Linked DNA regions of Mus musculus: all the other regions are linked to region 2. Evidence: chromatin contacts called from public Hi-C, HiChIP or PLAC-seq and promoter capture Hi-C data. All regions are on one chromosome and are shown on one strand. Each heading gives the region's core, a stretch centred on a gene start, on an enhancer-like site or on the middle of the called end of the contact. The rest is flanking DNA. Distances are from core to core; before and after follow the strand shown.

Region 1 (3,527 bases), core at 937-3,436, 2.7 Mb after region 2:
GGGATTAGTGTTCATTCAGGTTGTTTCAGCAGCAGACACCAAGTACACAGACTTTCACTTCTGTCTTTCCACACTCCATAGCACCAGACACCAAATTCTCTGGACTGTCTTACTAACATGCTTTTTTTTTTTCTTATTTGTAATTAATTAATTAACTAGGTATTTCAAGAATGAGGTTCTCTGTGTAGCCCTGGCTGTCCTGCTCACTCTGTAGACCTGGCTGGCCTCAACCTCAAAGATCGCCTGCCTCTGCCCAAAGTCATGTGCTGCCATCACGATTAGACTGTCTTTTTTTTGGGGGGGTGGGGGTGGCAGGGGGGAATTCGAGGCAGGGTTTCTCTGTATAGCCCTGGCTGTCCTGGAACTCACTCTGTAGACCAGGCTGGCCTCGAACTCAAAACTGCACCTGCCTCTGCCTCCCAAGTGGGATTAAAGGCGTGCATCACCACTGCCTTTTAATAATCACCATATAACTGGAGCTGGCCTTGATTTCAGACCCTCCTGCTGGAGTCTGCCTGCAGGGAGTACAGGTGTGTGCTACTAGGCCAGGCTACCTGGGATGTCTTGATCCTATGCTTTCTTTATTCCCATCCCCACCAGGATAAACCAGTCCCTGACTGGTTGTGACTCTCAGCTTCACTGTCACCAGCCTCACTCCCCCTCCGGAGACTTCCCTCTGTCTTTATAGTAAAGGACAGCTTCATCAAGTGGACTAGATGATCACAGGTTCTTTCTCAGACAGTTTAGTCAAGGGCAGAGTAGATCCTGGACCTAAATTTCCTGGAATCCTAGTGGATGCCCACTTCACCCCCTGAGCCTCCTCTTCAGGGTGTTGTAAAACTTTCCACGCTCCCTGCTTCCAAGCGTACTCTTCAGGCGCACGCAGTTCACTTCTCTCCCGTTAAGCTATTCTACTTGGTGTTGCTTGTTCAGAGCACTCTGCCAAGTGGCCGCCTAAATCTAAACTTATCTGGTTCATTATTACCTCTAGAACCTCCTCTGACCTTCATAATATAGCTTAAGAGTTCCAACTTGCAGGGCATGGTAGGGCATGCCTGTAACCCAAGTGCTAGAGTGCAGAGGCAAGCGGGTATGATATGAAATCACACTGAACTGTATTGTCAGCTCTTTCTTCTTTTTTTTTTCTTTTTTTCTCTTTTCTTTTTTTTTTTTGGTTTTTCGAGACAGGGTTTCTCTGTGTAGCCTTGGCCTCGAACTCAGAAATCCGCCTGCCTCTGCCTCGCAAGTGCTGGGATTAAAGGCGTGTAACACCAAGACCAGCTCGTCAGCCCTTTCTTAACAAAAACTTGTACAGGGGAGTAAGGGGTGGGCTGAGGCTAAGGGCAGAGCATGCAAGGAGCTGGATTCTGCTCCTGGAGAAGGACAGATAGGAGAAGGGAAAAGTGCATTTAGCAATCCCTGAATCCTGTACTTAACCTAAGGTTAATCCCTTAACCTCTCGGCGTCAGTTTCCTCCTCTGTAAAATGAAAAGACAATAGTGTCTCGCTCAGTGTCGCGGAACTGAGTTCTGTCGCTTCCAGAACTGGGTCTTGGAACCCACCTATGGGAAGCGCCCAGTCCACCTCGGCTACTCTTTCACTGCTATTCGGGGCTATGCAGACCTCCAGTGAGCTGCCTTAGCTTTCGGAACGAACGCTCCCTAAAGGTCCCTGAAGGACCTCACCTAGTCCCACTTTTTAACCACTTTCCTACTCCCGTCCTATCACCCAACTTAAAGGAACTCTTTAGACTCGCTCCTTTAACACACTGGGAAACAGTTCCGTCACAGCGGATACCCCATCCCCCAGCTCATCTACTCCGGCCTGCTAGGGCGCAGAGCTCAGGTTTGCTCGCCTCCCGCGCCCATCCCCCACGTCCCACGGTCCCCGTTCTGCATCGCACCATCCTGCCCCGCTCCAGGCTCTCAGCCCTCGCCCCACCCCTGGTGGCTGACCGGTCTTGGAGCTGCAGGTCAGGTCTCTCTCGCGGCTCCTCGTAGAAACTGATGCCCGGGTGCGTGGCTAAAGCCCGCCACAAAAACTCCTGCGTGTAGGGTTCCAGAGGCAATGGGAAGGCAGGCGAGCGGGATTCCAGGCGGCTCCACAGCGCGGGCAGGCACAGGCCGTCGAGCCCCTCCAGGGCCACCTCGTCCAACAACGACTCGAGCGCGTCCATGGCCGCTTCAGTTAGCAGCGCCCGGGGCGCCTGCGCACCTCGCCGCCGAGGCCAGGGCCCAATGCGCCTGCGTACAGCGATCCGAGGCCTAGGGAGGACTGATGGGGAGTCCCAGCGCTCCGCCGTGACGTCACGCTACCCGAGGGCGGGCTCAATGATCAGAGTTCCTCCTCCATTGGTCCGGAACCCCGTAGTAACCAGGGGAACTGCAAACACTGTCAGGGCCGCTTCCGGTTCGGGAGGCCGGAACCGCCGCCTCTAGGGATGGACGGTTAGTGTCCGTGGGCCCCGCCGGGAGGTTGGGCGGCCGTCCCTCATCCCTCGGAGGTGTCTCAGGGAGGAACGCCTAGCCACAGGGACCCCGGCCCAGGATGGTGTCCAGCCTGAGGGGAAGGTTCTGGCGGTGCGGGATGGGGACCACGGCTGGGAGTGGTTTTGTAGGAGTCCCTCTCTCAGACTTAGGGAGGGGGGACGGGGAAGAGATTGGCGCGGGGGAGGCGTGAGGAGGATTGCGGGGGTCCTGGGATGGGCGATGGGAATGTCGAAGTTGGTTGGCGGTAAGCGTGTCCCTTGGGAGTACGTTTGTCAGCTCCTGGCATCAGGAGTGGAGGGAAAGGGCTGGGAAGAGTTTTATGTGCTTCGGTATTGTTGATAACTCACGTGAACTGAGTACTGTTCGGTGCCAGGGTTTCTGTAGCTACTGACAAGTGCAAACGTTTCACAGCAGTCCTTTGGGATAGTCACTTATTTTACAGGCGAGGGAGCTGAGGCTCAGACAAGGCAGGCCACTTTGCCTGGCCAAAGTCAAATAGCTAATCAAGAGACAGCATGAGTAAGACTCCTGGACGATGGGAGTTTAAAATCTGAAAAAAAAAAATATTTTAGAAGCCTTCCATTCCAGAGCTTGCCAGTGCACATGTCTACGGGAGCAAGTTTGGTGGGCTGTGACTGATAAACCAGTTGCCAATCTGTACAGAAGCAGATTGTTTTTAGGAGCAAGTCTCAAACTATGATAGCCAGTTAGTTAGTCAGTCGTAAGGCTAAAGGCAGCCTGGTTAGAATCACTGTGGACACTCAGGCGCTCCCTGGGAATAGCTGTTCTGATATCCAGCTTTTCAGATGGGAACACTGATGTCTGAGGAGACTGGAAGGGTCTGTGCTGCTTCACAGTTCATTACTGCCCCTTCCTTCTGCATTGCTGTGAAAGCCAGTGGATGTAGCATGGAAAGACATGTTACCATCGAATGTGTTACATCTGCTTAAAGGGTGCCTTTGTCCTTTGTCCTCGAGGCACTATAAAAAAATGCGTTTTATCAGTTTGCCCTGTCCTGCTGTCGAACAGTGGTTCTTA
Region 2 (3,202 bases), core at 426-2,925:
GTTTCTGACAAGATGATTGACTTAAACCAAGTCAGAATCTGGGGCGTTAGCATTCAGGAAGTTTCTGAAAACTCTGCCACCTCTTGGATGTATGATTTTGTTCTCAGTTGCTGAACTTCCTTGAGCCTAGCCTGTAAAATTCAGAGGCTGGACATTGGACACTGTAAATGATAGTAATTGTACAGTTTTAATTTTTATTATTTATGAATTTATAAATGCAATATGTCCCGTATGCCACAAGAGAAAAAGAATGCCAACCCTCCTAAGGGACTTTGTAATTTAAAATGGAATGAGGACCCTGCAACCCAGCAAGCATTCCCTTCTTTGAAAACTCGAAAAATGCACGGCTGTTGGCTTTAGGTTTCTATCTTATAAATTGGAGATATTTTTTTGCTGTTGTTTATTTGACATTTATTAGGCCCCCTGTATTGAGGCACAGATATGCCAGGCATGGTCTTAAATATTGAAATATACTCATGGATTTAATTCTTTATTCTCTGACAGCGTCTTTGGGAGAACGGAGTTACTTCCGACCTAGGAGACTGGGCTCCAGAATTTGCAAACATCAGCGGTCAACGCGGTGCCTAGTACAAGGTAAGAGTCGGACACAGCTCTTAAGATGCTGCTGGTGGTGATGATGGTCCATTCTCACCAGCAGCTTTGGAAGAGCTCAGGGTATACAGTCTGTTAGGAGAGGAGTTGGTGAGCAGCCATCACAGTGATGAGACTCGTGCGTGGGTGGAATTCGCGGTTCACCCCCTCCGCACTTTGGGGCCTCCGCCGCTTAAGCGCCCCTTCCAGACCCGCCCGGTGGGACGGTCCGCCTCCCCCTCTCTGCGGACCCACGTAGTTTCTCCTGTTCTCCGCGTAGCCTCAGGTTCCACGCCGCAAGTCACAAAGCGCCGGGTCACGTGGGCGGGCCGGTGCGCTTTGTGACGCAGACGGCCCCGCCCCCGGCCCGCCTATCGGCGCACGCCCAAGCCCCGCCTCGCGTGCGCCGCCCGTGCAGTCCCTGCTTAAGAGACCCCGGAGTGGGGGCGCTCGCCCGAAGCCAGGCCGCGTCCGCCATAGTGCCTGGCGCGGAGGTGTCGTCGGCGCAGGGTGCGGGCCGGAGAGCGCCCGGGGTTGGGGGGGCAGAACAAAAAAAAAATAATAATAATAAAGAGGGAATCCAGCGACGCCCTCGCCGCCGCCCGACCGTTTCCGGGCTTCCCGACGCGGTCGTGGGCTCAGAGGCGACAGGAGCGGGAGCAGCGCGAGGAGCAGCAAGAGGAAGAGTCGGGCAGCCTCGGTGGTGTCCCCGGGGCCAACGAAGCCGCCTTCCGGGGCCCGGGGTGGTGAGGAAGGGCCTCGCGGCCTAGCTGGGCCCCGCACCGGCTTTGTGTCAGGCGGCGGCGGGGGGGAGGCGGAGCCGAACCGGGCGGCCGCTGGAAGGCCTCTCCTCCGCCGACCGCGCGATCTCGGCCTAGGCCGCGGGCCGCTCGTGGCCTCCGGGGAGCAGGCGCCAGGGTGTGTGTGCGGTGGGGGCCTGGGCCTGGGGACGCCGACGCCGGTCGTCCGGAAGCCGGGAGGAGGCGAGAGGCCGCTCGTGGACTCCGGGCCTAGGCCCTCTCCCCGCAACCTTCTCCCGGGGCCTGGGTCACCCCCATCCACGGAGAGAGACTAGCCGGGAGGTGCGGCCGCTATGGACCCCTGACCCCGCGGGGTCATTCGGACTCTAACGTGTGGACTGACCGCTACTGACTGCACCGCCTGCCCCCGTCTCCTGCCGGCCCTTAGCATGAGCGAGTGGGACCCAGCCGGGTGACATTGTGCCGGTTGGCGGATCCTCGATTGCCCCCTTTCCTGTCTTGCTCCTCCCTCATGAAGCGATTCTGAGTACGGGGGGTTCCGGATTATTGTTCTCACGGACCCCCGCTTGTGGTTGGGGGGGTATTTAATCTGAGGCCTTAGGGTCCTTCGTTGTCTTTTGAGTGTTTTGTGTGTGTACATATTTTGCTCTTAAGTTTATAAATATACATATATTGAGAGTGTCCACGTCTCCTCGCTGAACCTTAGGAATCTTTTGCCACAATGTCCTGTGTGCACTATAAATTTTCCTCTAAACTCAACTACGACACCGTCACTTTTGATGGGCTCCATATCTCCCTCTGCGATTTAAAGAAGCAGATTATGGGGAGAGAAAAGCTGAAAGCTGCCGATAGCGATCTGCAGATCACCAACGCACAGACGAAAGAAGGTAAGAGGCACACGGGCCGCAGATATTTATTGGGGGGAGGGGGGGGCGTCAAGGTTGGTATTTTAAGTTTCTTGTTTCAGGCTTGAACTCCATTCTTACCCGTTGTCATACACAGAGTTTCATTGATAGCCAAGGATTGCAGCACCCGACCTTGGAGTTTAACTGGCCTTCTGAATGCTGGGATCTGTCTTACCTAGCAGGCTGGTTTTCAAAATGGGGCCCCACCTCCTCCTTAATTAAAGTTTTTTAAACAGTGGGATTGGGTTGAAAAGAGAAAAGGGTTGCTACCTGAGTCTGTTGGGTGTTTGCCTTGTGGCCTTTCCCTAACTTGTTTTTCCATCAGGAGAGGAAAGCCTGTGTAAGGTTTCCTATTGGTTAAAGCAGCAGTAGATATAACTTGTTGGCTAATCTAGCAGCGTTTTGAAGCTGATAGCAATTGTCCACTGGCCTTTTATTTATTTATACGGGGTTGCTTGTAGAAAAGGTATTTTTGAGGATTTAGTTAGTGCTGGAATTGGTTTTGTATTTAAAAAAATGTTCTGAGGTGAACACTCTGAGGTGTAATTCCAGAATTAGTGATATTTACTCAAAAGTTATATTCTGTAGCCCAGACTGGCCTCCAACCCCAACAACCCCTTTTGAGCTTCCCAAGTGTGGGGAATGCAGGTGTTAGACCACACTTAACTGTTAAGCAGTTCAGAAAAGTTTCAAAGTGCAAGGCCCTGGGCTCTTCATCCGACACCACCAAAATATATGTGTGTGTGTTTTTCTAAAAAGAATGCTACCATGTGTGAATGTAAGTAAGCCACTGGTTATAAAATTTGAGCTCTTCATTTTAAAAGTAATTGGGTCTAGGTCCCATCTGTCTGTCTGTCTCTCTGATAGTTTCTCTGTGTAGTCCTGACTGCCCTGGAACTCGGATCCACCTGCTTCTGCCTCTCTAGTGCTGGGATTAAAGGTGTT
Region 3 (3,210 bases), core at 687-3,186, 2.5 Mb after region 2:
ACGTCCACCCTACCACAGTATCTCTGTAGCAAACTCTCTTCCACTGTCACATAAAGATCAAATTCTGACTTAGTAAAGAGAGCTTTAAATATATATATATATATATTCGAAAAGAGAAAAAAAAAAAGACCATAGCTTATCATTGTAGTAGAGAGCTTGTGGTCAGAAAGTCTGCAAGTGCCCTGAAGACTAAACAAGAAGAGCTGACAGAGAAGGGGCTGGGGGAAAGGACATATGGAAGTCAGAGGTCAATGGTGGGTATCTTCCCAAATTGCTCTCCATCTCATTTTCAGACAATGTTGATAAGCCACCACCACTGAAATGAGACAACTTAAGCCAGATTAGATTGTATTAAAGGCAGGTTTATTGGAAAAACTGTTCTTGGGTGGGCAAGCTCACTGGCCCCAAGTCCAGGGAAGTTGAGCCATGGGTAGTGGGCGGGGGGTTGTTACAGGGAGGGGAAGAGTGAAGGGAGGGAGGGAGAAAGAGAGAAAGGGGCCCCACACACAGAGTGAAGAGAGAGACCAAAATGTCTGGATTATATAGGGAAGAAGAGCTTCTGGGGGGAAGGGCAGTCCAGCCCCCACGCTAGAAAGTTCAGGGTTGGGAGCAGGGTATGCCAGGTAGGGACTGAGGGATTCTGGGAGAACCTGGAGGCCAGGTCTGCTTTGGTGTGTAAAATATGCACCCGAGTCCCTTGTCCTGGGGTTCAAAACCAAACAAGCATCTCTCACTGAACCTTGATCTCACTGACTCTGCTGGGCTGACAGGACAGAAACCCTGGGGACCCTCCTGTCTCTGCCTCCCCAGTTCTGGAACTGCAGGTGCTTGCCCCTGCACTTGACTTTTTACTGAGAATTTACAGCCAGGCCCTCACACTTGCAAAGCAAGCACTTAAACGACTGCTCATCTTCCCAGTTAGAGCTTTTCTTTCACAGGAAAGAAATCCAAAGCTAGAAAATTCAGGAAATAAAATAGAAGGGTGGCCTGCTAATATAGCAGGTCAGAGCTACTACACCCCGGGTGTCAGCCTGTGCACAGCTGCATGGGGACCAACATGCAGGCACCTAATTTGGCTGTCCAGCATTTTGTTGATAAGTGGGGACAAGTAGTTCGATTAATCACTTATTAAACCAAGCATGAGTTAGGTGTGGTGGCGCATGCCTTCAATCCCAGCACTCTGGAGGCAGAGGCAGACGGATTTCTGAGTTCGAGGCCAGCCTGGTCTATAAAGTGAGTTCCAAGACAGCCTGGGCTATACAGAGAAACCCTGTCTCACACACACACACACACACACACACACACACCCTAAAAACAAACAAACAAACAAACAAAAGACCAAGCATGGAACTTTGGAATGCTGGCCTGTCACAGAGAATGAAGGGATATCCTGGAGTTCTGTCTAAGTCCTATTGGAAGGATGTTTTCCTTGCAGAGACAGGCTGTGTGGAGTGGTGTGGCAGCAACCGATTCAGTGTTCCTGAGAAAACGAAAACTGAGGAGTGCCACATCCCGACTCAATCCCTGCTGACCAGTAGAAGTCACACTCCAAATCCAAGGCTAGCAGATCGCTGCAGGGAATCGTTTGCTGCTGCTGCTCCAGGCACCTCTGGAGTCAACCGGGAGAGAATGCTCGAAACTCAAAACTCGAACTGACTGCCACACCACTCCACATAGTCTGTCTCTGCAAAGAAACCATAGGCCAACTCACGGAAACCAGTCCTGCAAGCAGTACTTGTGGGCTCAAATTATATACGTGACTTCTAAAATCATGTGGCTATTTTTCTTCCACCTCGGCTTCCTACTCTGTAAAATAGGGAGAACTCATTATCTGAGTTGGAAGGATTGGGTAGTCGCAAGTGACAAACTGCTCTGCAAGGTATGACCCGGAAAAGAAAGCTCAAGCCTCCCAAGTCTTTGAACCGGAGGAGGGCGGGGCCTGGCATCGATTGCTCCGCGTTCCTCTAGGCACCCGTCGCGATCAGCCGAGTCAGAAGTGATCGATGCTCTCGGTGTAGTCGGTGATAAAGCCAGCCGAAGAATCTTCGCCCGGACGGAACCAGTCGTCGCCAGCAACGAGAGACACAAACAAGTCCAAGCGCCAGAGAGGTTAGTTGGAGCTCCAGGCAGCTGCAGTTGCTTAGACTTGCAGCCTGGCCGTGAAGGACGGATTGCGCAGGCGCCATGCTAAAGCCCGGCGCGGGCGAGCCGGGACGGTTTCACGCAGGCGCCTTGGGAGGCCTGGGAGCTGCTTGAAAAGCCGCGTGCGTAGTAGCTATCTGCTCCCCACAAACAGTTGAAGGAGCTGCTAGGGATGTCAAATAGCGCATGCGTGCAACTGTCGTGCCCTTCCCTTTTAGGCTTCGGTTAGTGGTTCAAGTGTGAGGATAGGTTTAGTGGCGAGACCGGCCCACATAACCACGCCTGCGCCGTCTGTCCGGAAGGCATGGCTGCGGCCACTGCTACCTGTTTCCAATCTCCATCCTCGAACCCGTTCGCCCAAGTCCGCCTGTCCCCCGTAAGCGGACAGAGGTCCACAGCAACAACCAAAGACTTCCTGGGAGTCGGGGCGTCTTCTCTTAGGCCACTTAGCCAGCCCTCCAATCCAGACTGTCCAGAAGGGCGTGAGCAGCCGGGTACTTTGAGAGAAGGACTGCACGTGCTTTCCCTAGACTGTTGTTCATGCTAAGGCATCCAGCATCCCGCTTAGCAACCAAAACCGGTTTCTGTAATGCATCCCCAAAAAGTGCACTTAGGAAGCGAGGCTTGATTCCGTTCGGCCCCGTTTTTGGCTCCTTTGGTTTTGGTGTGAGCAGCTTAGTTCACTTAGGAAGCCCAGATAGAACCACACAGATTAGATCCTGCACCCTTTGGGTGACATCCTTTCGCAAAAAGCGTCGTTTTGTACACCAACAAATGGGCCTTTATTTAAAGACCTTTTAGAATTAAGGCTACAGAGAAACGTTTTGTGCAACCCGCACCTGGCCATTACTTGAAAGCAGTGCCTTTTGCCTGACACGTGAATGTAGAATACCAGAAGGCCACCTTGCAAGCAAAGACACAGCCCCTACCAACTTCAAAAGCAAAGCAATGGCCGGCAAGATGTCTTTAAGGCCTATTAACTGTTGCACTGTGGGAGAGAAACTTATACTGGAACATATGAGGCCATTGAGGCTGGTACATGTGGCCTGTGTTTGGGTGATTGTGGGT
Region 4 (3,216 bases), core at 49-2,548, 2.3 Mb before region 2:
CCTTAAATGAAATGCCCAACAGTGGGGAAAGGGAACTTATAGAGTCCACCTCCAGTAGAAAAGCAGGACATCAAGTGGAGGGATGGGGTTGCCATCCCACAATCAAAAACTCTGACCCAGATCGTCCCTGTCTAAAAGAACTGCAGGGACAAAAATGGAGAACAGACTGAAGGAAAAGAGGTTCAGTGGCAGGCCCAAATTTGGATCCAGCTCAAGGGGAGGCTCCAAGGACTGACACTACCCTCAGAGAGGCCCAACAAGCAGCTGACTGAGACAGAAGCAGATAGTTACACCCAACCATTAGACTGAAGTCGGAGACCCCTGCGGTTGAATTAGGGGAAAGACTGGAAGAAGCTGAGGAGGAGGAGGGCAACCCCATAGCAAGACCAACAACAGTCTCAATTAACCTGAACCCCTGAGTTCTCTCAGACACAGAGCCACCAACCAGGCAGCATACATGAGCTAGTCCGAGGTCCCAACATATATACAGCAGAGGACTACCTGGTCTGGCCTCAGTGGGAGAAGAGGCACCTAACTTGAGAAACGAGGCCCCAGGGAGTACTGAGGCCTGGCGGGGGCATCCTCTTAGAGAAGGGGTAGGAGGAATGGGATGAGGAACTGTGGGAGGGGCGGACCGGGAATCTGGCAACGACTGGACTGTAAAAAAAATAAAAGTAACCAAAAACATTTTTAAGCAGCTATGCGGCTTCATGAAAGCAGTGGTTCCCGAATTAGTCTCAATCATAGTGTAACACACGAATGATTTGTGCCATATGTCTGTATCACCAACAGTTAAACATTTTTAAGTACAATAGAAGACTATATTAAGTCCCTGATTATACACACACGCGCAAATTTGCGCGAGAAAATTTCACGAGATTGAGTCCTTGCTGGTGACGATCTCCTTGCGGCAAGGAGACCTACAAGTGTGTCGATCTGTTCGACGAGACATTCGTCCTGCCAGTTTCTGTGAACTCGGTCACCAAGTTCGCGGTACCGGGAAGACTACAGTAAAAGTGGCGAGGGACGACCTCCGAGGAACAGGGAGTGCCGACGACTCCCGGACTTGCGAGGACTCACGGGCAGGCCCAAGACGGCTGGGGTGACTGTGACGGCTGCAGACGCAGCTGGGATTACAGGCTGCATGTCTTTTGCAGAAAAAGAACTCAGAAAGGATAACCTACAAAAGCTGCAATCTAGTCCGGGAGACCTCTAGCCTCTCCCCAGGAGCTGGGCTCGTCCCGCCTACCGGAGCAGTAGAGCACTGCATGCGTAGAGGGCCGCCGGTACAAGGGGGCGTGGGCAAGCTCGCAGTGCACACCGGGAAACTCGGTCCTCCGACCCCATCTTGCTTTGCTGTCTGCAGCGGTGACCGTGGGAAAGGGCAACTGCTAGAGCCATGAAGCTCCTCAGCAGGGCCGGGTCCTTCTCGGTGAGCATGGGACGTGCGTGGGGCAGGGCTGGGGACGCTTGTCGGCCACTCAGGAGCTGGGTGCGGAGTGTGCGGCCTTGGCCTCAGGCCTGGGTCTGCCCTTCAGGTAAACCCCGCGGAGAAGGGGGCTGCCAGCGAGCCGAGGCCTGGGAGGCTCGGCGGGTCCTGTGAGCAGCCGAGAGCTAACGCGGGGAAAGCGGAAGAGGAGGGTGGCCTGGAGAGTGGCGGAGAAGCGGCTCTCGGGAGATTCCTGAAGGTCACTCGAGAAGCAGGTAGGGTGTAGGCCAACGCCACCCGGGCCGCCTGCTTCCCCTACCTACGACCTCTGCCCCTGGGTTGATCCCGAGGCGTCGGTTTCCCCAATGCGTGCGAGTTTATTAAATTCACAAACGCGGTGCGCTGCTTATCTCAGTGCCGGCACCTTCGTTCCTGTCAGTACTCAGTCCCCGCATTCCTTAAGATGCTCGTTTTCTCGGGGTCCCATTTAAAGGCTTCCTCCAGGAGGGGCTCTTGATCTTTCTTCAAGACTAGCCCTAAAATATGTAGTTGTCACTTGCGGTGAGGAGAGGAGTACCTCATGTGTGTCAGCACGTTATCACGCTGGAATCGTGGTTTTCAAGAGATGAGAATGGGAGCATTTAAACTTCAACAAGGGCTAATTTGCCCCTACTAGCCGGTCACATGCGGAGCTTTTTATTCGTAACCACCTGTTGAGAGAGTGCTTCTAGCATCTAGAGGTCAGCGGTGCAGCTAGACATCCAACCATACAACAGCAGCCCCTACAGCACAGTTACAACGCGGAAATGCCAGGAGTGTCTGTGTTGAGAGACGACTAGACAGTGATACACCAGGCCTGGGCATAGTGTTTCCTTGTGCTTTATACTTACATATATGTGTTGTACAAATTTAGGCTGCAGTTGTATTCCTTGTGCCTAGACAGACCAATTGCTAGCAGTCCTTAGAGAGCAGGACTTTCCATGTGTTATTAAAACAAAGTAGAAATTGTATCTAAGTCTTTCCTGAAAGGAACCCAAAAGAAGCAGGAGATTTTAAACTTCACTACCCAAAAGCACAGAAGTGGAAGTGTGGATTATTCATATGTGGACTGTTACACTTGGATGTTACAGGAATTACATCTTGGGCACAGCTAAAAATTCACAGCTAAAAATCACAAGTGGCTGCATATACCTTATCCAGCAAACTAAAATGAAAATGACACAGTTAATTATATTCATAATTTACAAGCAGGACTGAAGGGATAAAGTAGTAATTCCATGAACAGGTGAAAACCAGCAGCCAGATTAGCCCAGCACTGACTGAGTGTTCAGCATACAGCAGTCTGGGCAGTGCCGAGTAGGAGCATTATAGAACTTTACAGGTACACTTGACAACATGTTTAGTGGATCTTAGCATCATGAAAGTGTATTTGCTTGCATGTCCATTAGTAATCCTGTGAACCCTAGACATAATTGGAATATCTTAATAGCTTTATACCATTGTGTATAATGTGTGTGTGTGTGTATGTGTGTGTGTGTATATGTGTGTGTAAAGTCAGTGCATTTAGATCCATCATCCAAGTTATTACATATTATGCTGAGAATTTGTTGTTGATTTTAGGATTGTGTAGATATTTGTTCAATAAAGCTAAGACCCTTTCTTGGTTGAATATGCCTAGTACAGCACCTGAAAGGGTGAAACTGTAGTGCAGACATTAAGGGCACTGGGAAACGATCCTTAAAGTGACCAAGGAGATGAAGGTGATTTTAGTAAAAATAAATGAAAGA
Region 5 (3,560 bases), core at 662-3,161, 2.6 Mb after region 2:
TGAGAAGGAGATGGCTCTGACTTCCTCTCTCTGGGGCTGCTGGGCAGGAGCTGCCTGGCTTTTGTCTTCTGGCTTCCAAAAGTCTATTTGTCACCCCTTTTCTGTACCTCTCACTTGCTTCAAGACAAAAACAAAAACAAAAACAAAACAAAAAAACAGTCTTAAGAGTTTCTTTTCTACTGCACGGGTCAGAGAGGACTGCTGTGCACACACCAGCTGCGCTGTGTTTCAGGAATGGGAGCACTCACTGACTCCATGCTTTCCTGGTTCCCAAGAGCAGCTGTGGATCCCTCTTAGCCCCTACCTTTTCTCCCAGGGCAGAGGACTCTGAGGCTGGCAAAGGGAAAGTCTCTCCCCTGGGTCCCCAGCTGGGAGATGTGTAAGCCCTGTAGAAGTCTTAGAAGGTTCGTGACAGGAAGGGCACTGAAGTCATGCCCTCTCCAGAAGTGGGAAGTGAGCAATTTGATGATCGGAGGAACTCATGGGACTGGCCGTCTCCTGTGCTGACCATGGATGAGGGCTTGCTGCTCATGTTATGCTTAAATTGTTGAAACATAGACAAAGCTTGCTTTTAGGTCTGTGGGAGTACCTTGAGAAGGTAAATGCTACAGCTGCAGGAGAACCTACGCACTGTCTCAAGAGTGGTCCTGGGCAGAGCACGGGATTGGACTAGTTCACTGCTCATCAATGGAGTCTTCAACAAGTTGTTTCGCCTCAAAGGTTGACTAAACATTGGCCTCACGGGTGCAGGCATGAGGTCTGAGTGACGGCTAGAGTGTCGGTTTGCACAGGATAGACATGATCTTATGAACCTGCTTGTGAGTTCTGAAGAGATGAGTCTCGGAGGCAGATTTTAAGGGATTCTAAAAGCTGCCCTAAACTATGGGGACCACCCTTGGACTGTCGAGGGAAGAGGCAGAGGCAGGAGGTCACCCATGGTTTGACAGGAATGGTGATAGCCTCAGCATGGTCAGAAAATGAATGGAAACCTCACTGTTTAGAATTAATTTGAACTTTCAATAATAAAGCCCTTTTTATGAGGAAGGAAGGAAGGAAGGAAGGAAGGAAGGAAGGAAGGAAGGAAGGAAGGAAGGGAGGGAGGGAGGAGAAAGGAAGGAAGAGAGAGAAAGAAGGGAGGAAAGAAAGAAAGAAAGAGAGAGAGAGAAAGAAAAAAAGAAAGAAAGAAAGAAAGACAGACAGACAGACAGACAGACAGAAAGAAAGAAAGAAAGAAAGAAAGAAAGAAAGAAAGAAAGAAAGAAAGAAAGAGTTTATTTTCTCTATTTGTTTGGATTTCTATCTGTGTGTGGCTGCCTTGCCCTCCTGGCTGGACAAGGGGCACAGCAAGGCTCTCAGGAGCAGCAGGGTTCTCTCCTCCAGGGTAGCAGCGCATGTCCTCCTTCCCACAATGCTGAGGCTGGGGACTGGGGAATGGATGGTCATGAGCAGTGCTTAAGGCAGAAAGTCTGAGTGTCTGGGTCATTCTGAATCAGGACCCTGGGGCAGGCAAGGGACAGACAAAATGGACCAGTTAGACACCTGTAAAAGAGCAGTCATGAGGTAGGCGTCCACCTTCAGTCTGTCCCATCTGTGCTGAGGGGCTCAGGGTAAATACCAAGGGCTTCAGGTGGGATGTGCTACTGTCACATCTCTGTCTCGGTTTCTACATCTTCAAGAAGTGGCAAGTCCCACTTCACTGCCTGCCTCTTGGGACACGACTGTGAGGCCTTTGGGATGATGTCATCTGTCTGCAAGATGTCAGACCCCAAATATCGTGTTAAGGGTGACCTTTGGGGAGCCGTGGGTGCCTGCTTGCAGGCATCTTAGTTTTTCTTGCCCCTTCTGGAGGATCTGGCTGGGTTGGGCGGGGCACTGTTTACCACATCCCCTCCCCACCCCTTGCCTGGCCTCAGATAGACACCGAAGCCTCCGCTGGTGGCCCTGTGTTTCAGTCGCACACAGCTGTCTGCCCACTTCTCCTGTGGTGTGCCTCACGGTCACTTGCTTGTCTGACCGCAAGTCTGCCCATCCCTGGGGCAGCCAACTGGCCTCAGCCCGTGCCCCAGGCGTGCCCTGTCTCTGTCTGGCTGCCCCAGCCCTACTGTCTTCCTCTGTGTAGGCTCTGCCCAGATGCCCGGCTGGTCCTCAGCCTCAGGACTATCTCAGCAGTGACTCCCCTGATTCTGGACTTGCACCTGACTGAACTCCTGCCCACCTCAAACCTTCACCTCCCACCACCACCACTCCGAGTCCCGCTGTGACTCCCACGCCCAGGAGACCACCCAAGTGCCCCAGCCTAAAGAATGGCTTTCTGAGAAAGACCCTGAAGGAGTAGGTAAGTAGACTCTAGTTCTTGTTCTCCCTGAGTCTGGGGGCCTTTTTTCTGTCTTTTGCATAACACTGTGGTGGGACACAGGCAAAGAACACTACGCAGTTAGTGTGGGCAGAGTCAGGGCTGGAGTTCCTTGTTCAACTGACTAAAAATGACTAGGAATGCCCTTGCTGAATGTTGGAGGGTTATGGAGGCAGGAGCATGGCTAGCATAATCCCTTGCCTATGCAAAACTGCCTGCAAGAAGTGGTGAGGAGAAAAAAAAAGAGAGACTCTGGATGGTAGACAGTCTGCCAGGCAGTGATAGGCAGTAGCCAGGGGCATTGGGAAGCTTCCAGGGGGCCGTTTTGTAGGGAGGAAATCAGGTACTACCGGCCAGTATAGTTTATTACTTTAACTCCATCTATCCTTCCAGGCAGGTGGGGTGCCTACTTCACAGAGAAGGAAATCTGACTCCACAGGGGAAGAGTGACATTCCTTATGGGTCTTGTCATGATATGGCAAGGTGGGCAGTCCAACCAGGTGTCACCACCCAAATCCAGGGCCTGGGTCAGATGATAAGAGGTAACACCTCTTCCATGAGAAGAGAGGGGAGCCCGGAGGTTGTTGGAAGTCTAGTCTAGAGAACAGAATAGGAGAAGGCGGCACATGGGTTAATAGCATAGGAAATAATGTCTGTGCTTAGGACGTGTCAAGAGGACCAGAGCAGGTCATAGATGCATTAGAGGGTCACGAGTAGTTCCTAAGAGAATGTCTGTGCTCTCTGAGGCAGTTAGAGCACATGGTAGCATTTCCGAGTCTAGCAGCGAACCAGGGCAAGCCTCTCTGCTTCTTTGAGCCTCCTGGGTCCTCACTTTCTCCATCTGTAAAATGGGGATCAAGGTGGCTCTATCTTTGTGAGGCTGTTTATGAGAACTCCAGGACATCAGAATGTCAAGATTGACTTCAGGGGCTCCTACACCCAGGTACCCTGCCCCATGGAGGAGAAGGGCTAACCACTGAGAGCCACCAAGAATACAGGGAAGGCTAGAACAGCCCTATCTGTCGTGAATTGTGAGAACTTGGGGACCTCCCAGAACCCTCAGAGTCCAGGTGAGGCCAATGGCCCCATGCAGCTCGGTGCATAGATGTCAATACTGGGTGGACCCTGTGGGGGACAAACCTGCCTTTTGGTTAAGAGTGATGAAGAGAGTCAGAACAGAAATTGGAACCCAGTCTATATGGCAGGA
Region 6 (3,337 bases), core at 632-3,131, 2.1 Mb before region 2:
CCATTACGTCACACAGACACACACAGACAGACACACACAGATATACACACAGACCCCCCACCCCACCCCCTCCCCCACACACACACAGTTTTTCCATGATAGGGTTTCTCTGTTTAGCCCTGGCTGTCCTGGAACTCATCTGTACACCAGGCTGGCCTTCAACTTAGCGATCCACCTGCCTCTGCCTCCCAAGTGCTGGTACTAAAGGAGTGTGCTTACCATCTCTTAGCCCATATTTTAAGACACAGTTTTAAAGTGTACATTACATTTATCACCTGTGTATCTTACTTAATTAATTAATTACTTAATTATCGTGTGAGTATGTGTGACAGAGAACAGCTTGTGGATGATTCTTTTTCTATCATGTGGGTCCCAGGGATTTTTACATGCTTTTACACGCTTAGCCATTTCGAAGGCCTTACTTGTGTAACTTTTAATAAAAATTATGTACACAAGAAAATAATTGGAAGCAAAATGCCATATTGGCCAGGTGCAAGGCTGTAATTCTGGTACTTAGGAAGTGCAGGCAGGAGGATCAGAAATTCAAACTCATCAATGCACGTAGTTCAAAGCCAGCCTGGGCATTGTGAACCTTAGTTTAAACAACAAATGAATATGTATGCATGTTCAAATGTAAATGCAGAAATGAGTTTAATTCTAGGTGGTGGAAATATGGGGTGTGTGTGACTATTTTTTTTTTCATCTTTTTCAGTGTTTTAAAATATCTAGGGCTGGTGAGATAGCTCGGTCAGAAGGTAGGTAAACACACTTGCCTCGAAGCCTGACAACCTAAGACGCCCCCACAGGGTGGAACAAAAGAACTTATTCATCAGGCAAGTTGTCCTCTGACCTCCACGGCCCGCCCCCGCCCGTTCCCCACTCCCAAACAAATAAATAAAGTAAACGTAAAAGTCTGTATGGGCATATTAACATGCAAAGATACTTAAAAATAAAGTCTGGTTAAAAACAAAAGCAAAACAGAAAATAAATCAAAAGTATAGTGAAAAACCAGCCAGCTGTATATCTCTATGTGTTACTGTGTTAATATTTATATACCAACCCATTCACAATATGAACAAAACTATTTTCTATGGAGATAAACATTGACAGCAAAAGAGCAGAAAGGATGTACAATCAGCCAATAATGCTGGGTACTAGGAAACTAGAGCAAGTCAAAGCTCGAAGAATCTTATTTTGAATATTACAAAGAATATATTTTATCTGCAAAGTTTTAAAATTGTTTGTGTACTAAAAATTTAAACACGTAAATTTTCAGATAGAACTCTGCAGACCTGGGGTTACAGTTCAGCTCTGAGAGCTTGGTGAAAGTTACTGACAGAACCAGACATCGAATTCGGGTTTTTGAGTGTCTGAGTGGCTTAACCTGACACCTTAACCAACTGACTCAGAACGCAAAATAAACTATCCTTTGCTTTAAAACTTATTTGGAACAAGCTTGCATCTAAATACTTTTATTTCAATAAGTGGCATGATGATAATATTGTTTATGGCAATTTCTATCGGCAGGAAATAAAATAAATAAATATAACTCCAAGAATCGAAAGAAAATATACGTGTCAATCCAATAAGTAGCTTCTTAGAAAACGACGTCAACAGCTGGGTAGTGTGGCCGAGCGGTCTAAGGCGCTGGATTAAGGCTCCAGTCTCTTCGGGGGCGTGGGTTCGAATCCCACCGCTGCCAAGGCAGGCTTTTTCTTTTGTCTCAGCGTCTTTCGCTCTAGGTTCCTTCTGCGAGCGCAGCGGCGACCCCTGCTGTCGATGTGCGCTCTCTGCACCACGAGCAGCTCGCCGAAGGGGCGGTCCCGCGCGCGCCGGGGCGGGGCATTGTGGGTAAGAGGAAGCGCGAGGGCCGGCCCCGCTCCCCCCACGTGTCCGGCGGAGTTTCTCCAGCAGGAACATGGCCGCTGCCTGATAGAAGACCCGGCCGCCGCCGTCTCTGCAGCCCGCGGGTCCCTGGGCCGTTCCGCCGCCCGCGCGCGGCCCCGGCGGAGAGGTGAGCCCCGACTCGGCAGCCTCGGGATCCGGGTCGCAGCCGTCGCACTCGCTCGGTGCTCCGGGCCGCGCTGCTGACTAGGCCAGACAGGCCCCCGCCGCTGCGTGCCGAGGGGCCGCGGCCTCCCGGGACCAGGGCAGGGCGCAAGGTGGCCGCCCGGCTTTCCAGGCCGCCCCGGGCCTGGGTCGCTCCGTTCGGCTGGACGGTGGGGAGACGACGGCGGTGCGGCCCGCGCTGACTCAGGCTTCGGCCGCGCTGCCCCGCCCGGGCCTGGCTCCCGAACCGCACCTGCGAGGGCACTGGTGCCCGGTGGCGTGGCGGCTTTCGGAAGAGTGGGAAGGGCGCCTGAGCACCGGCGACATGGAGAAAGCCACTGGACTCGGGGCCGCCTGCATGGGCAGGGGTCGTTGAACCTGGTCAACTCTGCTTAGCCCGAGCGGGCCCGGGACGCCTCATTCATTGATCTGTGTTTAAGCAGAGTGGCGACTGCTTCGTGGACCCGGGGACCTTCCAGTAACGGGGGATGGTGCACATACCGGGTCATCCTGGAATATTGTTTTAGAGTTCCTGGGTTTGGGAGCGAAAAGATAAGATCATACCTTTATCTGTGAAATGGGGATATGATTCCCGTGCTACGGTGTTTTAATGAGTGTAAGATGGGTGACACTCCTGCTTCTTTCATTTGTGGCTGTCTTGTTCGGTCTTATATTGGAAGAAAACATGTTGCCACGTAGCAACAGTCCTTCTAGGTTCGCCTTATCCCTTTGAAGCCGGTGTGTGGTTTAAAATAGGAAAGGACCCAGGGTTATGCAATTCACGTCGCTAATCAGCTGCTATATTGAAGAGGTAGGATTTGAACCTGTAAGGTTTTGCACGGCAGTCCAACCTCTTAACCACTACACCATACTGCCTTTTACCAAAGAGATGTGCAGCATGTTAGTTAAGAATAAAACCAAGGCTCTTGGCATCAGCTAGATTTGGATTTCTTTACCTGTTTTCTTGGGGGGCTGTGACCTTGGGTAAACCAATTCGAAGTTGGGCACTATAAATTTTGATTTGCACAGCTAATGAGAAGAGTATTATTTGGTACTATATTGATGCCTGGCATCATTAATATTTGGGAGAAAGAACTGTGATTTTTTTTTTTTAATTTTAAAAGTAATGATCCCATAACCACGACCAAGTATAATTATTATCTCCACTTAATGGTCCAGGAATGTGAAGCATAGAGAAGCCTTCGTAGAGTTTAAAGTCTAGTACAGAGGACAGCTAACACCTGACCAGCAAGCAGATCAGGAAGTTCCAGCTTAGGACCATTCAGGA
Region 7 (3,167 bases), core at 126-2,625, 2.5 Mb after region 2:
AAACTTTGTAGAGGAGATTCAATGGGGGGCTGGGGGTATGGAATAATACGTTTCTTAATCTGGTGGTGCTACACCTGAGGTGTTCATTTTATCTTCATAAGTATGTTACAAAACAAAAATACTTAAAGACAACTTAAATATTAATTAGAGAAGAGTGGTACAGAAAAAGTTCAAATGGTGTGATGTGGGGAAAGGGGTCAGAAAATGGGTGTGGAACCGATCACAGGAGCCATGCTTGTTTGTGGCTAGGATGGCAACTATCTGCAATGAGGGACTCTGCAGAGAGGATTAACCATAGATAGGTGCAGCCCACTCAAAGGACTTTAAAACCAAGGCGTTTACAGAATAAGCAATGCTTGGGTACAGCATGGGTGGCCTGTGCTAGGCAGTGTTAATCCGCTGATGGCACAGCCTGGTTTGAAACGCACCAGAACCTCATGAGGAACAGTGTTCCCCAGGAGGGAGCTGGGGCTACAAAGGTACACAAGTGATGGCGATAGTGACGGACAGTACTGCAAAAGCAGTTTCTTTTAAGGCACTGCCAGTCCCAACCGTGGTTGCTGGGCAGTGGTGGTGTACACCTTTAATCTCATCACATGGGAGATAGAGGCAGGCAGATCTGAGTTCAAGGCCAACCTAATTTACAGAGTGAATTCCAGGACAACCACGGCAATAAAGAGAAAACCTGTCTAGAAAACATAACCACAGATGATTAGATAGATTGCTTAGATAGGTAGGTAGATGATAGGCAGACAGACAGAACAAACCATGATCTAGGTTCCTTCTCTAGACTTCTCCAGTCTTGGTCTGGGTTAGAGGTGTTATTTATGGTTATCAGTACGAAATGCAACAAAACACAGAGCACAGGAATCCTATACTTTTCCAAAATCGGACAAACGGATGATTCTGAACACATTTAGCCTCAGGCTTTCAAATGCTGGCTCCACAAACAAAACAAAAAGGGGGGGGGGGAGTGGGGAGGCGGGGCACGCAAGGGGAGGGTGTGGTCGTTTTGAACAGAAGGGTACAAGTGGCTGTCACCAAACAGTGTCAGTGACAAGGCACACTTTCTCCGCCTGACCCATCAGGCGATCGGGAGTCAGGAGCTACAGGAGTTCCAGGTCAGCCTAGGCTACATGGTGAGAGCATGTCTCGAAAAGACAATTTTTTAAAATTTAAATTAACAAATAAACAACTTATGTTGTTATAGAGCTGTTCCAACCCCTGCCTTTTGCGGGCTTCAATATCTCGTCAGCGCCAAAGCCCGCGCCGACCCCATGGTCGATCCCGTTGCCCACAGATGCCCGCTCTGGTCCCCGCAGCACCCCAAAGCCTTCATACGTACCGCAAACCAGCGAGATCACGCCGGAAGCCATATCGGAGCCCGCCTCCAGGGCGGAGAGATCGCCAGACTGGAGCTCCTACTGGTGGGCTACGCGCATTCTCCCGCTCACCAGCGGAGTACTTCCGTTTTCCCCGCCCGCTCTGTTGCTATGGCGCCTTGGCACCTGTGAGCCGCCTTCTGAGCTACGCGGTTTCCCGCGCGGTTTTCGTACTTCCCGGAACGGCTTCCGCCGCCCCCGCCTCTCGCTCGCTGGAGGAGAACCCACGGCGGGACGATCCACGGCCCACGGCCTGTGTCGTAGTAAAACTACTGCAGGCTTTAGACTGGAGACGAAGAATGGCTTTTGTTTTCCTGTGGCCTGAGCTAGAAACTTGGCTCTGCCGCTACTGGTTGAGCGGTGACCTTTCATGGAGCTACTAAGTGGAGTTAAAACAGCCGGTTCTGGGGTCCGCGAGCGTAATCTGTAAAGTGCTTGCTGCCCAGGCAAAGAGAGACCTTGTATCAAAAAACAAAGTGGAGGCCTTCCGAGGAACCACATCTTGCGTAGACCTCTGGCACACACACACAGAGGAAAAAGCATAAGAGACGATCTCACACACACACACACACCAGTCCTGAATACGAGATTTAAAAGAACTAATTGTTCCTATGCAGCACACACACACAGAGGAAAAAGCATAAGAGACGATCACACACACACACAGAGGAAAAAGCATAAGAGACGATCACACACACACACCAGTCCTGAATAAGAGATTTAAAAGAACTAATTGTTCCTATGCAGGTGACCCCTCTGGCCTGCTCTCAGGGACCTAGCGGCTGCTTAAGTCTTCACCCAGGTGCGTGTTGTGGAGAAAAGGCCTCCACCCCAGCCATCCTAGGACTCTCTTCTCTGTCGCTCTGCCTTCTGTTTCTCTTTTGCTAGGCTCTTTTTCTCCGGGTCTCATGGCGACTTCTTTGGCCTCGTTCTCTGAGACCGTTGAAACTGCCCGAGAGTTGCTCCCGGTAAACCTGCTTTTATATTTTTAATTCAGCATGATCTGGCTTATTACGTCAGCGGAGACATTTACTACCTGGGGCAGAAACTTTTTACTAATGTGCAGGGAAAACTAGGACGGCCGCCGAGAAGTGTGGTGTGGTACTGCCTTAGCCACTCTCATCTAAGAATTGTGAGGCCTGATGAAATTGCCACAAGGGTAACTTCAAAGAAATCACTTCTGCCTGCTCAAGGCTTTTCCTTTCCGAGAATTCCAGATGCACGTCTCAGAGCTGGAAATGCAGCCTCGCCCAGGAAAAGTGACTAATTATACAACCGTACGAAGTGCACAGTCCAATCTCTGAAAACATACATGGCCTCTCACCACCCCTGGAGTCTTGGACAGCTTCTTATCTTCTGGAGAGCTCTTCAACTGAGTAGGGAGACTAACAATACAGAGGTCATTAAAAGCTTCATCTCTGGAGGTGGAAGGCCAAGGTCAAATCCTGGTTCTTGAACCCAAACTCTCTCATCTCTAGGACAAAGCACTCCGCCAGCCCTAGCCTTATCCTGGCCATTTATAAAGAACCATAGTATCAAACTGAGGACAGGGTTATGAAGATGAACTGTGAGCCACTGGGGGTGGGGTGAATAATAAATTCTTGGTAACTGAACTATCAATGACAAAAAACTTTGTATAAACTCTGAAAACAGCCCTCATGGGAAGCTCGAACAGTTGGTTTGCCCTGAAGTCTTAAAAAGCCTTTCAAACCATTGTCAGTATTCAAAGTCAAGGGGATGTCTCAGTGGGTGAAGACACTTGCCACGCAAGCCTGAACTGAGAGA

The links. Promoter capture Hi-C pulls out the DNA fragments that hold promoters and counts their contacts. Hi-C and Micro-C count contacts between places; a contact is called where the count stands out from the background. HiChIP or PLAC-seq counts read pairs in DNA pulled down with a chosen protein or histone mark. Capture Hi-C pulls out chosen DNA fragments and counts their contacts.
Region 1: a contact with region 2 is called in an H3K27ac HiChIP or PLAC-seq map of thymic regulatory T cells, with 9 times the contacts expected there. The contact joins the promoter of Gtf3c1 here to the promoter of Rbbp6 in region 2. A contact is called at or near these places in 5 of 39 promoter capture datasets (cranial neural crest, embryonic stem cells, hippocampal neurons and 2 more), 2 of 484 Hi-C or Micro-C datasets (CD8 T cells and Th1 cells), 4 of 115 datasets of contacts at active chromatin or transcription factors (astrocytes, embryonic stem cells, stem cell-derived neural progenitor cells and 1 more) and 1 of 9 other capture datasets (liver).
Region 3: a contact with region 2 is called in a promoter capture Hi-C map of embryonic stem cells, with 4 times the contacts expected there. The contact joins the promoter of Kdm8 here to the promoter of Rbbp6 in region 2. A contact is called at or near these places in 6 of 39 promoter capture datasets (the 3T3-L1 cell line, cranial neural crest, embryonic stem cells and 3 more), 6 of 115 datasets of contacts at active chromatin or transcription factors (the NIH/3T3 cell line, astrocytes, cardiomyocytes and 3 more) and 1 of 9 other capture datasets (liver).
Region 4: a contact with region 2 is called in a promoter capture Hi-C map of pre-B cells, with 2.7 times the contacts expected there. The contact joins the promoter of Uqcrc2 here to the promoter of Rbbp6 in region 2.
Region 5: a contact with region 2 is called in a Hi-C map of B cells, with 6 read pairs. The contact joins the promoter of Il21r here to the promoter of Rbbp6 in region 2. A contact is called at or near these places in 2 of 39 promoter capture datasets (hippocampal neurons and pre-B cells), 1 of 484 Hi-C or Micro-C datasets (B cells), 1 of 115 datasets of contacts at active chromatin or transcription factors (bone marrow-derived dendritic cells) and 1 of 9 other capture datasets (liver).
Region 6: a promoter capture Hi-C map of liver shows a contact between it and region 2, with 2.6 times the contacts expected there. The contact joins the promoter of Polr3e here to the promoter of Rbbp6 in region 2. A contact is called at or near these places in 1 of 39 promoter capture datasets (pre-B cells), 1 of 115 datasets of contacts at active chromatin or transcription factors (large pre-B cells) and 1 of 9 other capture datasets (liver).
Region 7: a contact with region 2 is called in a promoter capture Hi-C map of adipose tissue, with 4 times the contacts expected there. The contact joins the promoter of Nsmce1 here to the promoter of Rbbp6 in region 2. A contact is called at or near these places in 6 of 39 promoter capture datasets (the 3T3-L1 cell line, cranial neural crest, hippocampal neurons and 3 more), 1 of 484 Hi-C or Micro-C datasets (B cells) and 2 of 9 other capture datasets (adipose tissue and liver).

Annotation. Positions count from the first base shown.
Region 1 is chr7:125,705,502-125,709,028 of GRCm38.p6, forward strand. Gtf3c1 (general transcription factor III C 1) reads right to left here and starts at 2,187. Exons shown (of 37, transcript NM_207239.1): 1 at 1,956-2,187. The coding sequence starts at 2,176. D430042O09Rik (RIKEN cDNA D430042O09 gene) reads left to right here and starts at 2,369. Exons shown (of 28, transcript NM_001081022.2): 1 at 2,369-2,447. The coding sequence starts at 2,441.
Region 2 is chr7:122,968,889-122,972,090 of GRCm38.p6, forward strand. Rbbp6 (retinoblastoma binding protein 6, ubiquitin ligase) reads left to right here and starts at 1,676. Exons shown (of 18, transcript NM_011247.2): 1 at 1,676-2,239. The coding sequence starts at 2,074. It overlaps 4930413G21Rik (RIKEN cDNA 4930413G21 gene), which reads right to left and starts at 1,571. Exons shown (of 1, transcript NR_045614.1): 1 at 170-1,571.
Region 3 is chr7:125,442,684-125,445,893 of GRCm38.p6, forward strand. It overlaps Kdm8 (lysine (K)-specific demethylase 8), which reads left to right and starts at 1,937. Exons shown (of 8, transcript NM_029842.5): 1 at 1,937-2,109.
Region 4 is chr7:120,633,891-120,637,106 of GRCm38.p6, forward strand. It overlaps Uqcrc2 (ubiquinol cytochrome c reductase core protein 2), which reads left to right and starts at 1,299. Exons shown (of 14, transcript NM_025899.2): 1 at 1,299-1,432. The coding sequence starts at 1,400.
Region 5 is chr7:125,601,518-125,605,077 of GRCm38.p6, forward strand. Il21r (interleukin 21 receptor) reads left to right here and starts at 1,912. Exons shown (of 9, transcript NM_021887.2): 1 at 1,912-2,335.
Region 6 is chr7:120,915,897-120,919,233 of GRCm38.p6, forward strand. It overlaps Polr3e (polymerase (RNA) III (DNA directed) polypeptide E), which reads left to right and starts at 1,882. Exons shown (of 21, transcript NM_025298.4): 1 at 1,882-2,014. n-TLaag4 (a tRNA gene) reads left to right here and starts at 1,621; the gene lies at 1,621-1,702.
Region 7 is chr7:125,490,068-125,493,234 of GRCm38.p6, forward strand. It overlaps Nsmce1 (NSE1 homolog, SMC5-SMC6 complex component), which reads right to left and starts at 1,376. Exons shown (of 8, transcript NM_026330.4): 1 at 1,346-1,376.